Regions from separate parts of the Mus musculus genome. Here region 2 is linked to region 1. Evidence: chromatin contacts called from public promoter capture Hi-C data. All regions are on one chromosome and are shown on one strand. The core of a region is the stretch at or near the end of the contact, and the rest is flanking DNA. Distances in the headings are between cores, read along the strand shown. Region 1 has its middle 9.1 kb from the start of Gm30381. Region 2 has its middle 28 kb from the start of Smc3.

Region 1 (4,553 bases), core at 1,325-3,824:
AAGCAGTATTTGAAAAGATTAGAAGGATTTAGGAAAAATGGCCTTGTTTGGAAGAAGTGTGTCAGAGGAAGTAGACTTTGAGGTTTCAAAAGCCTATGCCAAGCCTAGAGTCTCTTTCTCAACCTAAAGATTAAGATACAGCCCTCAGCTACTGAATCAGAGACTGCATTCATGCCACCATGATTTCTGCCATGATGATAATGGACAAAACCTTTGAAGCTTTAAGCAAGCCCCCAGTTAATGCTTTCACTTATAATAGTCACACGGTCATGGTGTCTCTTCACAGCAATAGAATGGTGACTAAGGCAGAGGCCTATCAGGAATGGCATTGAACCCTCCAAGCCCATCCCCAGTAACCAGCAAAACCACACCTCCTGATCCTTCCCAAATAATTCTATAAAATATATGAGGACCATTTTATAGCAGAGGAAACTAAGGTTGCCACTTTTTTATTTTTTTGAGATAAGGAGGACCATTCCCTCTCAACCCATCACACTCCCAAAGTCCTAGGATATAGCCATGAGCCAGCATGCCTGACTCTCCAGAAGTTTTGATACAGAGATAATCCTGCATATGGTTTACATATAGTTTTTCAAAGATAAATTTAATTTAAGAACACACATTGTTTTATATCTTTCTTTTCTCCAATTCACAATATATCCTGGATAGTTTTCTATATTAGGGGTGTTTGTGTGTGTGTGTGTGTGTGTGTGTGTGTGTGTGTGTGTGTGTGTGCATCTCTTTCTTTGCCAAGGTTTCTATTTTATTTAGGCAATTTACAAGGAATGTTTACAGAGTTCAGTTTACTACTGTAGCAATCAGCACTAAAATTAATGTCCCTATATTTGTATTTCTGAGCATTTATTTGAATGTGTCTATAAGATTAAAAACTCCTAGAACTATCAAGTTATGCAATTTTTGATTGATTTTATTTATGTTTCTTATTTTAGGTACATTGGTGGTTTTGTTGGCATGTATGTCTGTATGAGGGTGTCAGATCCCCTGAAAGTGGAGTGACAGAACAGTTGTGAACTGCCATGTAGGTACTGGGAATCACCCAGGTCTACTAGAAGAGCAGCCAGTGTTCTTAGCCACTGAGCCATCTCTCCAGACCTAAATATGCATTTTAAATGTCCTCAGATATTTTCCATGGACCTTTGTAGCCAACAAGGATGGGACTGCAACTGTACTCTGACAACTAATAATTGTGTTACTTCAAAAAAGTTATTTTGAGGCCAGACATGATGGCACCTGCTTTTAGTCCCAGCACTCAGGCAGCAGAGGCAAGTAGATCTCTAGGTTTGAAGCCAGCCTGGTCTCCAGAGTGAGTTCCAGGCCAAAAAGGGCTTCAGAGTGAAACCTTCTGGTGAGACCCTATCTCAAAAAAATAAAAAAGTGGCAACCTTAGTTCCCTCTGCTATAAAATGGGTATAATTTAGTCTGCCTCAGAGTTGTCCATGGATCAAACAAAACAACAGTTCACACACACTCATCCCTTTTCTCTCTCTCTCTCTCTCGTTCATATCCGGTTCCCTAACGTCTATTTTAGTTTTTGCAAAGATTTGGCAAAGATACCGTTCCAGGTCAACAAATACTTGTAGAGCTCTAATCGGCAGGGTTTAACAGTGGCTGAAGGGACTCTGGTTCTCTGATTTTTTAAAAAGATGCACATTGTCTGTTTCAGAGTTTTCAGTACTGAACAGGAGAGAACTCCACAGATTCCACTCTAAGGTGGAATTCCACCCAAGGACGTGGTGTTGAAACAGTAACAGCACAACAACCTAAGAAGAGCGTGGTGGTCTGGCAGCATAGGAGTGCTGGAGAGGCAATTCATGACTCTGTACCTTTCCTTTCACCTGTGTAAGGGAGACACTTGGAGCAGAAGACCAGAGCATTTGGCTGGAAATAAACTGAAGTCTTTTCATTTACTCATGAGGCTTCGCATACAGTTGGCATTCTACTCCCGACCACATCAATTGCTTTCAGATAAATGGCATCGCTCTCTCTGCTCCTCCCAGAGGAAAACGGATGTGCCAAGAAGATGTGCCACTTTTAGTCCCATGGCTGTCCTTTGCTCTGGATCGGTTTCAGAGATGCTAATATTTTCATCTGAGAAATGAGGGTAAACTTGACCTGAACTCACTTCCGCTTTCACGTGGGCGTGTTACACACCCAGCTTACTTCCTCTTTCTTCCTAACTTTCTGCTAAAATTCTCCCCAACCCCTACTGTCTTCTCCATCCGAGTTTTATCTTACTTTTTGCTGCCCTAAATTTCATATTGAAACTCTACCACTCAAGCAACTCTTGGGAAAAATAACTGCAAAACCTTTCCAATAACATTTGAAGCCACCACAGTCCCAGGGGGGGAAACTTCATTTGTCCATATTGTCCTGGCTTCTTGGCCTGTTTCACCAGCTCTGTCTATGACAATAGACTCTTAGAGGTTTGGAACTTTGTTTCATTTAAATCTTGGGCAGCACTCAAACTACTGTTGTGGTCAGTCACGCAGCCTAGAGTCTGTGTGTTCACACAGCTCTGTTGTGTTAGAAAGCTGCTGAAGACTTGAAGACTGAACGTATGTTTCGGGTTGCTTCTCTTATATTTTTGGTTGTGAGCCTAGCCTTTAACGGCTGAGCCGTCTCTCCAGCCCAACTCGGGTTGCTTCTCTAGAGCTGATTTGTCAATCTCTTATGTATCCAGGCCCTCAAGTTCTTCCACATAGATGATTTCTCTCTTCCTGAGTCTTTCTTTCCCTTCACACTCCTTAAAGCTTTGAGATTGGTTTTTCTGACATGTAGATTGGACACGCCCTTCACCTTCTTCAGACTTACATGGCAACAATCCATAACTAAATACAACAAATCATGCTTTGTTTGCTTGCACAAGTTGAGAAAAGATGCCTACCAAAAATAAGTTAATTTAAAAAGAAGAATAGATATTAAATAAGACACAAAGCCCTGTAAAACCAATCTATTGTATAACACGCTTTGCAGAGATCCTGGGTTCAGTTCCCAGCGCCCACATGGCAGCCCATAACCTCTCTAGTTCCATTTATAAGGGATCTGAACCCCTCTTCAGACCTCTCTAAGCACTAGGCACCCATGAGGCACAATCTCATACATCCAGGTAAGATATTCGTCCTAAAAGTAAATAAATAAACTTGTTTTGAAAAGGAAAACACCTTGGTTTCTAACCCCAGAAATGATTTGTAAAGGTCTGCTCTTAAACATGTTATCAGCTGGGTTCTGTAGTGTGTTCCCTTCCCAGTCTAGTTTCTTTGTTCAAGCTTAGGGTTGAGATTCACCCAGGTTTCTGAATGTAGCAATTGTCTATTCAGTCTCAGCTCTGAGTGATAGTTTCATTGTATCGACCCAGCTCTGCTGATCTCTTCATTCCCGTTGTTTTCTGCTTCTGCCTTGGTGAATAGGGCTGTTATGAACGACCACATGCATGTAGCACATGTCCAGACTTATCCCAGAGGATCTCTGGATGCCTAAAATAATGTGCACTGTGTCATCAAAGTCTTAAATTTAGTTTTCAAAATAAAAGGCAAGATTTGAGATACTGCTGGGTCTGAGCTTCTCTATGAATCAAATGCCTAGGCATAGCAGTGGGTCTAAAAATAAATGTGTATTTCAAAATAATAACGTGCAGAAGTGAAATTTCAAAATTCCAGCCAAGCTACAACTTGCTAGGAAAGTATTTATGATTCCAATTAGTTATGGAGTCATAGACACTGGAACACTTTTGTGATGTATTGAATACAATCATAATTGATGGAAGGGCATATTTTAATTACAGAGGGTTTTATCTTGTTGCTCTCTTTGTTTGTTTCATTGTGGTTTTGGTTGTTTTAGTTTTTGAGACAGGCTGTTACTATGTAGCTAAGGATGGCCTCAAACTCACCAAGGTCAAGAGACCTTCCCTGGTGTCTTGAATACTAGGATTACATTCAGAGCCCTCCCAACCCCACTTTTTTGGATAGGGTCTTTCTATATAACACAGGCTGGCCTCAGCTTCCTTCTCCTTCCTTCTCCTTCAAAGCACTGCCATTCTAGGCCTCTTCCTCCCTAGACAGAGGTTACTGAGAAATAGTCATTTTCTCCCTCCTTTATCCAAGTTCAAGAAGTCCTGTAATTCTATTACATTGGGAAATTTGATCTACATTTAAGCTTCTTAAAGGCTTAATCGAGCCTAAACAATTTATCTTACTTATTTTTCTGTTACTATGATAAAATGTCATGACCAGGGCAACTCATAGAAGAAAAACCGTTTAATTTAGCTTATGGTTTCAAATGGTTAGAGTCTGCACACTGGTGTGAAAGAACAGCTGAGAGCGTTTGATCCAAACACCAGGCAGGAGGAAGGGCTGGGACTCACAGGAGTCTTTTGAAACCTCAAAGCCCACCCCTAATGATACACCTCCTCCAATAGGCCATGCCTTCTAATCCTTCCCAAATGGTTCCACCAAGTGGAGACCAAGTTTTCAAACATATGAGCCTATGGAGGCTAATCTTATTCAACCCACCACACTACTAAAATTCCGAATTCG
Region 2 (4,553 bases), core at 1,236-3,735, 450 kb after region 1:
ACAATTTGCCTCGCGCTCTAGCAGAGGCATGGTTTTGCCAGCTGTAGACAGTTTCTGCGGCTGTGTGATGTTTGGAATTCTGGGAAATTTCAGAGGGTATATAAATACTAGAGCCCTGGTAGGCAGGGTTGGTGGTTGGTGGTCATTCAGGGCAGTTCTTTGCAGTTTGTTAGTAGTTATGCTCAAAGATGAAACAAGAAGAAGGAAATTAGATTCAGATCTCTCTCTCTCCCTCCTCTATCTTTCTTTCTCTCCTATCTAGTGGTAGGGGCTAAAACCAAGGGGATAAAGGGTTCGAAAAAGAAGAACCCACAAAGTAGCAAAGACCAGCTATACACACATACCACACACACACACACATGCAGCCACACACGCAGGTGCCATGCACATACATGTGTACTGTATATGCCCCCCCACACACCACAAACATTCGCACCACACATGCACCACATACACCATACACATACATATGTACCATGTAGACACGTGTAAACACACACTACTCTCACAAGCACAACCTCTTTTACACACATATGCTCACATACCCACACACACTCACACATATACTCTCACATGCAAATACACATTCACTCACACACACACACACACACACATACATTTACATGTGATGAAAAAAATTTCTCCAAGAAGAGTCAGAAAAAAGATAATTTGGGGTGGTGGTGGTGCATGAATTGACAGTTATTAGGGGGGGAAGAGATGTTTCCTTATCCCTTGTAGACCGGTCTGGTCTAGAGCGCCACATGTAGCCAAGGTCCTAGGACTGCAGGCTGGAGTCACTCCTTCTTGCTCTGAAGGCATCTCCACAGTAGACATCACTGGTGCTGAGACACTAACCATCCATGATGAAGCAGTGCTCCATGTCAAGGCTCAGTGCTGGGGGAGTCAATTAGACGGCTCAGTGGCCAAAGTGATCGCTGCACCAGCCGTTGACTGGAGTGCCATTCCTGGAACTGACTCCACAGAATCATCCTCTGGTCTCCACACATATTCTGTACACACATGTATCCCCACTGACTGTATTTGTGCTCTCTCTCTCTCTCTCTCTCTCTCTCTCTCTCTCTCTCTCTCTCTGTGTGTGTGTGTGTGTGTGTGTGTGTGTGTGTGTGTGAGTGAAATGCATAGGCTTGTATGCAGGAAGGAAAAACAGATTTTGCTGTATGGTGTTTTCCATAAAGATTCTTTTTAAGTTCTGCATGGTGTTCTTCACCTATAACCCCACAGCACTCAGGAGGCAGAAGGCCAGCCTGGTCTGCATATGTTTTAAGAGGGCGGTGCAGAGTCTTGGTAGGCAGTGAGAGGTCAATTAACAAACCCAGGAACAGCTTTGGAGAACTGGCTCATTTCTTGGTGGGGAGAAAGGGGTATTTATGCCCATCGGGAGGTGGCCAGGGTCTCTGGGACCAGGTTTATGTGGCTGGATACCATTGGCCAGAGCAGGGTGTTGGACAATGCCTCATCTCCATGCTCAGGGACTGTAGGGTCTTGGGGAGAAACCCTTATCAGGTCAAACAAGGAGTGAAGCCTGATAACTGTCAGGGTGATACATTCCTGCAAGGGTTGATGGTGGGGGAGGCAGCTTTATGGTGCCAGGTCGGGAGGGAGGAGGTGGCCAACTCCTGTCTCATGTTTGAGGGATCCACGGTTGAAGCTCCCTTGGCCTTTCTCCATAACCCTGGGCCATTACGGTCCCCCAGTTACCTGGCTGATTTCTGTGGCCAGGGATGAAGTCATTCCATGTCGGTGGTTCTGGGCCAAACACTGCAAAGGGGTATGGGTATCAACTGTAGTCTGGCATATCTCTTCTTTTGGTTACTTCACAATGGAAAACAATGCTTATCTCAGGGCCCAAGGTTACCATATGCTGGAGAAGTGGGGCAGGTCAATGGCACAGAAGAGAAGGCTTTTTTCCAATGACCTATGTTCTAGGAGTCAGGATGAGGGAGCCTTATAGGAAAGCAGCAAGGGCAGCCAGCCAGAGTCTGTGAGTTTAGCGTCCCAGGTCAGGTGCTATGCGAGGGTACCAGCTCCCCTGTCCCTAGTCTACTTTCAAGAGACGATTTTATTCTGACTTATCAACAAGAGTAGGAACAAGGAAACAGGAAACAGATGCACTGGTTTCCAAGACCAACGCTCAAGTTCAGGAGCAGAGAGATGACTGTCACAGAGCATTGTCCTCTCTCCTGAGAGGGAGGCAAGTCAAGGGTACTGAATACTCAGAAGGCGGCTGATTCACACCTGTAATCTGACCCTAGGGAAACAGAGGCAGGATTGCGGGTGAGTTCCCGGGCTGCCAGGACTTACTCAGCTCAAGGACAGCCAGGGATATGGCGGAAGACTGCCTCAAACCATCTCCACCCTCCTGCTAAAAAGTTGCCTAGAACAAATCGCAGAGCCTCTGGGGATTCTTTAGATGAGGGTTTAGTCTTAGCCGGAAATGGTTGGCTCTGGCCCTTGTGGGCTACGTCATCACAGGCGAGTTACTTGGTGTCTGCGCCCACTTCCATATAGTACAGTGAGCCTAGTCATTTCCCCCCCCTACAGGGATCTTCTAAGACTAAGCAAGACAACGAGTGGAAAGATCCAGACACAAAACGGGTGTCAATAGTATTCCTCGTAAGTATGTTTACAGATAATTTGCATTCGTCGTGTTAGTATTAAACTGAAGACTGGAGGAAACCCACTGCTGTTTCCTCTTAACCCCATAGAAATAGTCATCAGAAGCCCTTTGTTATGTCTTTCTGGATTTTTAAAAATGTTTTGTTTTTCTTAAAAATGGGATCTCGGGACTGAAGAGATGGCTTAGTGGCTAAGAATGCCTGTTGCTCTTACAGAGGACCCAAGGTCAGCTCCAGCAATCACATCAGGTACCTCACAACCACAGATACCTGCAGCTCCAGGGGCCCCAACACCATGTGGACTTGAACTCAGGACCTCTGGAAGAGCAGTCAGAGCTTTTAACCGCTGAGCTGTCTCTCCAGCCCCAGCCCATATCTCTCAGTCCTCCTCCAAAGCATCAGCTTTTAAAACAGTGTGAGATACAGCGACCTGTACAGTCGTACGCTGTGTGTTTAACTCACCCGCACTGTCCAGCAGTTCCCTCTGTAAACAGTGCTGCAGAGAGTATCTTGGCAGCAGCTTCTCTATGACAAACGTCCTGAAGAATTAACTCGTAATCCGTATGACAAACAGCCTTCCGGAAACTTCAGGTAAGTTTATTCCCGCCCCGCCTAGCATCATCCATTATGCTCACGAAAGGCCGATCCTGGATTTTGTCATTTCTGTTTTTTCTCCAGCAGCAGCAACTTGATCCTTTCTTTCTTTCTTTCTTTCTTTCTTTCTTTCTTTCTTTCTTTCTTTCTTTCTTTCTTTCTTTCTTTCTTTCTTTCTTTTTCTCTGCATGGACGATTCTGTCCAAATGTAATTGGCCCTCTATTGCTGCAGGTTCTGCATTCCCAGGTTTAACTAATCCCAGGTTTTGTGGCAAATGCCTGCAAACCCAGCTCTCAGGAGGCAGAGCCAGGAGGTCCAGTCTGGTCTACATTGTGTGTTGCTGGTTGGCCTGGGCTACAGAGTGAGGCCCTATCTCAAAGAAAGCCAAGCATATCAGTGCTTGCCTGTCCTGCCAGGACTCAGGAGGGAGAGGCAAGGCAATCAGAAGTTCAAGGCCACCTTTCTGTGCTTAGTAAGAAATTAGAAGCCAGTATCGGCTATGTGAGACACAAACAATCAAAAAACTAGAATATTTTAAAAACTTGTGTCTAAAGCATGGTACGGTGACACATACCTTTCTTTAATCCCCAGCACTCAGGAGGCAGAAGCGGGTGGATCTCTATGCGTTCAAGGCCAGCCTGGTCTACATAGCAAGTTCCAGGACAGCCAGGACTACACAGAGATCCTTCTCAAGCAACAACAATAACTTGTGTCTGAGAGGGGCATGGTGACACACTCCTGAAAGTCCACTATTGAGGCAAGTGGTCATGATTAATCAGAGAGGGCAGCTTAGTCTACATAACAAATTCTAGACGAGCCAAAGCTACATAGCAAGACCCCAACTTAAAAACAAAAACATAAACAAACAAACAAACAAACAAACAAGAAGCCACCTGTGTCTGCTGAACATGCCCCAAACAACATAAAAAGACAGCCATAATGTCACATTTATGACGTTGATTGTCATAAATAATGAGATTTGAGGATGAGGTAGTTGTAAAGCAAACAGTATTCCATTTTATATGAGACTTGAGCTTTCATAGATTTGGGGCGTCCAAAATTGGAACCAGTTCCCTCAAAATCAACCTTAACAGGCCTCTTTGCCCAGGCTAGTTCTGCACACAGTAGTCGTTTCTGCCAGTTCCCCATCTCACTCACTAGGTCTTCTCTCCCGAGGACCCTCCCCCCACTCCCCTCCCATCCTTCTCTACTGTAGGCATCATTCCTCGACCCTAACCAGCTTTGGGGGTGCATCTTGCCCAAAGATGAGTTCTTGCCAAAGCTTCCCACTGGCTTTCTGATTACACCCTGGCTTCTGCAAG

What was found. Promoter capture Hi-C pulls out the DNA fragments that hold promoters and counts their contacts.
Region 2: a promoter capture Hi-C map of pre-B cells shows a contact between it and region 1, with 2.6 times the contacts expected there. The contact joins two enhancer-like sites. A contact is called at or near these places in 3 of 39 promoter capture datasets (the C10 cell line, the HPC-7 cell line and pre-B cells).

What each region holds. Positions count from the first base shown.
Region 1 is chr19:53,117,312-53,121,864 of GRCm38.p6, forward strand. No RefSeq gene overlaps it. Among named protein-coding and RNA genes, the nearest start is that of Gm30381, 9.1 kb to the right of the region's middle. Within about 2 kb of position 2,575, at least 68 of the 459 cell types and tissues checked have an H3K27ac peak or open chromatin away from gene starts, as enhancers often do. A contact at or near this core is called in the HPC-7 cell line and pre-B cells, where this site is marked.
Region 2 is chr19:53,569,731-53,574,283 of GRCm38.p6, forward strand. No RefSeq gene overlaps it. Among named protein-coding and RNA genes, the nearest start is that of Smc3, 28 kb to the right of the region's middle. Within about 2 kb of position 2,486, at least 46 of the 459 cell types and tissues checked have an H3K27ac peak or open chromatin away from gene starts, as enhancers often do. A contact at or near this core is called in the HPC-7 cell line and pre-B cells, where this site is marked.